Linked DNA regions of Gossypium hirsutum: region 1 is linked to region 2. A link is a contact called in public Hi-C data. All regions are on one chromosome and are shown on one strand. Each heading gives the region's core, a stretch centred on a gene start, on an enhancer-like site or on the middle of the called end of the contact. The rest is flanking DNA. Distances are from core to core; before and after follow the strand shown.

Region 1 (2,700 bases), core at 172-2,671, 68 kb before region 2:
TATTCTTATCTCACCGTTACAGCTGCGTTTGAATCCAAACACACACTCCACCATTGTTTCTAATCTCACCGCTACAATATCCAATCTCACCGCTACAGTAACTAATCTCACCGCCACCGCTATTTTTAACCTCACCGGAGGTAAACACACCGCCCATCCAAACTAAGCCTAATTAAGGTTGTATCAAATAATTGCTCTTAAATTTTAAAAATTAGACATCTAAATTTATAGCCTCTTGAGCCCATAAATGGTTCCATTGTGGGGTCCAAGGATCACTTCCTACACTTCACTGTCATCGACTTTACTTCCAAGTCCAGAAAGAATTTTAAATACTCCTAATCGCTTCTTTTTCCTTTCTTTTTCTTGGTTAAAATATGTTGCCAGTCCCTATATTTTGACACAATTACAGATTAAGTTCCTATTTTACTCTTACCTTTTCAATTTAAAAATCTCAATCCAATCATTATTTTCGTTGATATTCGGTTAAATTTTTTCAACTTAATATGTTTATTTTTTGTCAATCATATGTTGTATCATATGAGGACAATCTAATCAAAAATCTAAATTGACAAATTTTGACAAAAAAATACTTATAATTTTTGTTATAATCAGTAATCACCGACTCGTGACCTGGATAGGTCCCACCAGAAGATCGAGTATAAGGCGAACCATGAGAGAACAGCAAAGCAAGCTCGCGGACCTAGCTCGCAAGGTAAGGCTGCAGATCCAGCTCGCGGGAACCTAAGGAAAGCATCGGTCTCAACTCCCATACACCCAAGGAGCTCGCATAAAGGACCGCGTGCTCCGTAGGCCGTCCAAACACATGTCCAACAGGCACAGAACCCGTCCAAAATGTTAATCCTAGGAACAAAAAGGACCGCGTGCTTCGTAGAAACATACCCAGTAGACCTGGAATTCGTAGAGAATGTCAATGCTAGAGATAGAGAATGTCGATACTAGAAGCAACGAAGTCAAAACAAAATAGTAGGGCCCAATCATGAATTGTAATAGCATCTGTAGCAACATGTATAAATACCCAAACACTCATATCAATAACACACGAGAAAAATATTACTCAACAATTTTAATTATTAAATTGATGTTTTCAAATAAAAGAATACTGAGAATTGATTTTATTTTAAATTTTAAAGTATAGAAACTAAACATAAAATTTTATCAAAATATAGGGACTAAAAGTGTATTTTAACTTTTTCTTTACTTCCAAATATAACTTCAAATTTTAAAAAAGTTGTACAGGAAATGGGACCATCGAAAACGGAAAACAACATCCCACGTATCTCTTTATCTCAAAGCGTAGCCCGCAATCAACGTGTTGATCACCAATGACATTACCCATCAGATTTAGGCCACGTGTCTCATGATGCGTTGGATCCCACGAGGCCTAACCCCTTCTCCCCCTGCTTAAAAGCGGCTCAGGGTTTCCCTTCCACCACTCTCCACCAACGCAGCAACCAAACTCTGAAATATACTAACCTTCTTTTTTTACATTTTGTTCGATTAGTCTTCTTCTCGGTATCGCTGTCATGGCTGGGTTCGAGCAGCGAATAAAGGAGAGAGCCAAGGAGCTCAAGGTTTTCTTCAAGAAGGGTGTGAAGATCGTGGGAGAATCATGCAAGAAAGGTTGGTACAAAGTCAAGCACATCAGAGGCTGATTCTTTTGCCTTCCATCATCTTGTTTTCTTTTCGTTTTCCATGTAGAGATCTTTGTCAGTCATCTTGATTTGGAGGGTTTTCTTTAATTTATTGAAGGATTTTATCCTGTTTTCTGCTTATTTTTTGTGCTTTTTTTTAGCATCTTATGAGTTGATTTGATTTTGAGATTATAGTTAACTGTTTCCGTTTGGCTTTTTTTTTTTTTGTTCCAACATCTGTTTTATGAAGGTGATCCCTGGAAAAATGTCTATTCTGTGAAGTTATTAATTTTTATTTGAAACAGATTATCGAATAATTACTGTATTTATTGCTATTAAAATAGAAAGCAACCATTTCTGGCATGGTCTTGGATCCGATTGGCAAATAACAAGGACCATATGCATGTAATTGACTCCTTTAGCTGGAATTAGCCATACTAGACACCTTCGTCAAACTTGTAAATTGTCCAGATTTTATAATTATTGGAAAATATTAGCAATTCTAAATTATAGACGGGATTTTTTTATTTCCAATTACACCGCCATGGATGCATGTACAATGTACTTGTGCAAACTTCATCGCAGTTAAATAAAAGTTAAAATATACTCTATTTTCCATAAATTTAGAATTTAATTCTATAGTTTTATTTATAAAAAAATTAGTCAATTTTCAAATTTTAAATTTAAAATGTAGTTATAATTTGAGTGTTAATAAATTCTTAATATAAAATGAGTAACATAAAAAATATATTAAATTTTAACTGATTTATATAATTATTTTTGAGAAGTGATATTTTAGATTTGAACCCAAATATGTAATGAACACTCTTTATTAATTGGAGTGCGGCATTCAGTTTTCCTCCTGCGCCTAAAATGAGAAAGACGTCTTCCACTTTAATCAGCCATTACTAGTCAGTAGTCACTCACTTCAACAACACCTGGGCGAGGCTGTTCTTGACTCAAACAGAGTATTTGTCAACTTAAATCCCTATTGGCATGAGTCCTACTAACGATGGCCACTTCCTATGATACAACTTCTGCCTCTCCT
Region 2 (2,700 bases), core at 29-2,528:
AACTTGATAAAAAATTCAAATTTTGAATTAAATAGTTAGAGTTAATCAAGTTATTCGGATCAACTTGAATAAAAAGTTAAGTTTTTCGGTGTAACTCGAATATGAATTACACAATTCGAGTTATCCGAAAATCCAAATAAGAAAAAACAAAACTACGTCGTTTTGATAAATGCTTACCTTGCTAAAGTTAAAAGTCAAAATCATGAAGTTAAAAGGCAAAATTATGTCATTTTAATAAATGTTTACTTATAAAGTTAAAAGGTAAAACCATTATGTTATTTATGTAGTTTAATAATCTTGTACTTCGTCTATTAGTTAAATAATCGGTCCATGTAAACGCAACATTGAGTATAAATAATAGGATTCGTTAACTCGACTCGACTTAACTCAATTCTATTTGAAAAAAAATTAAATTGAATTCGGTTGTTAAAATAACATTCGTCAACTCAACTAACTCAAAAAATTTGGCTCAATCCGACTTAACTAGATTGAATACTCATCCCTGGGGACTGACAGGTGAAAATTTTTCCCATTCATTTTTCTAGGGTTCAAAAAAAAAAAAAAGGTTAAAAATTATTTTGCCTTCCTTTCTATTCGCAGATCATTTTTCCATCTCTCTATCACTGCTTTGATCTCCATGCTTCCATACCTCAACAGAACAAGAAATTAGTGCTTTGACATCATTGCCTTGTAGTAAATCCGATTCATCCAAAGCCAAATAAATAAATAAATAAATAAGGAAGGCAAGACAAAAGAAGAAGAAACCGATCTTGGCCTTGTCTGGTTCTGTTGCTTGAACTTTAATACCAAAAAAACAGTGATGTGCTTTTCTTATAAAAACACCACCGATTTTTCACCTCCAAACCCTAACTAGAGAATCAACATGAAACCCAACCATTGAAAAAAGAACAGAAGACAGAAGAGGAAGAGAAAGAAGGATCCAGGCCATGCAAGATTCACCCAAATATAAGTAACATAGTTAGCAAATATACTTTGTTTGGGTGCTTACAAGATTCTTCTGTCAATCATTTGTTTAGTTTCGGCTACGACAGTCCATTCAACTCAACACTAGTTTATGCATCAAGGTGGATTTCCGAGTTCCATAATGTATAGTTATTAGGTGTGGATTTTAGTCCAATTTAATTAGTTTAGTTTATAGTATGTTATATTTGTAATTGTTTGGTTCTATTTTAGTTATAATTTGATGAGTCCCAACATACTTATAAATATAAGGATAATTGTTAACCCAAGCCCTGTTAAATATTGTCCCAGTCATCCAATCAATAGAAGTTTTGGTCACCCCTATAAGCCCAAACCTCCTTTAACACAATTTGGGCACTCCAAACATAGAACTGAAATCCTTTTTAAGTTTTAACCTAGATTAGTTCACTTTTTATATTTTTTTTTTCAGAAATTTATTTTTCAGATTTAAAAATATAAATTCAATTGTTAAATTTTTTCATATTATCACATCATTTTATTGTTACATGGTTGCAAGAGATTGTTTTTTATTTATTTCAAAATCACAATTGGATCCAAATAGCAGAGGGACTAAATTTATAGAAATAAAATAAAGAGACTAAATTCTAAATACAAACAAAAAATAAGGGTTTGGATCCTATTTTAACCCCTTTTTTTTATACAAAGTGGGTATAAACTAATTTGTTGATATTAAATATTTCGCATTTCTGGGCATAGCTATTTGAAAGTTTTTATTACACACACAACTTGAGACTTTCAAAAATTTTAGTGCTTTTTTTATTGTTATTATTAAAATTTGGTAAGAGAATAAACAGGGGGCTGTGAATTTCTTGATTGACTTGAGAAATTTTGTATATTATTAAAATGATATTTTATTTTATTATTAGAAAAACAATAATTACTTCTACTTATCACAATTTTTCTAATTTTTAACCATGCACAAACCATTACAACGATATGAATTGAACTAAGATTTAATTGGTAAAAAATATTTTATTAAAATCGAACAATATTAAATTGCAATTTCAAAATGATTTAATTTATTTACGTATGAGTTACATATTTCTGAAATTAGAATAATGTTTTTTTATTAAGAAAAATAATTTTATTAAAACTAATACAATTTTTTTTGTATTTATGTTAAATTACATTTTTAAATTAATTGATTTACTTGTTGAAGACAGTATAATTACTTTTTGACAAAGTAAAGTTCATCATGAAAAATGATAAATTATTTGTGAGAGATTTTTTTAATATAAAATTCAAATATTCTGATTTCCTTTTTGACAAACAACACATGATTTGTTCACATTTTACTTTGCCTTAAAAGTTCAAATCGTTTTCTTTCCTGCAACTTAAAAATTTTATTTCAGCTTCTCATTTAATTTTTTTTTAATTTTTTTGTTTTTGAATTTCAACTTTTTATCATATCACCTTAAACTAAATGAAAAGATTAATATTAATTAATTTTATTAGCGTGATATACACGTAAATTGTGATATAAATGACATTTTAACATTTAATTAATTTTTAAAATTTAAAAAAATATATATCTTTTATAATTTTTAATAATTTTAGCCATTCTTAATTTTTAAAAATTAGGTTTTATAACTTTTACTGAAATTTTTAAAATTTTAAATATTAATTAAAGATTGATGTGTCATCCACTTGTATGCAACAAAGTTAAAAAAAAATTAACTTTTTCATTCATTTTGGGGT

What was found. A called contact is a pair of places that touch in the nucleus more often than the background predicts.
Region 1: a Hi-C map of leaf shows a contact between it and region 2, with 1.9 times the contacts expected there. The contact joins two enhancer-like sites. A contact is called at or near these places in 2 of 34 Hi-C or Micro-C datasets (both in leaf).

Annotation. Positions count from the first base shown.
Region 1 is chrD02:65,522,567-65,525,266 of Gossypium_hirsutum_v2.1, reverse strand. No RefSeq gene overlaps it. Among protein-coding and RNA genes, the nearest start is that of LOC107909299, 9.6 kb to the right of the region's middle. Within about 2 kb of position 1,421, at least 7 of the 9 cell types and tissues checked have an H3K27ac peak or open chromatin away from gene starts, as enhancers often do. A contact at or near this core is called in leaf, where this site is marked.
Region 2 is chrD02:65,454,134-65,456,833 of Gossypium_hirsutum_v2.1, reverse strand. No RefSeq gene overlaps it. Among protein-coding and RNA genes, the nearest start is that of LOC107909295, 5.9 kb to the right of the region's middle. Within about 2 kb of position 1,278, at least 6 of the 9 cell types and tissues checked have an H3K27ac peak or open chromatin away from gene starts, as enhancers often do. A contact at or near this core is called in leaf, where this site is marked.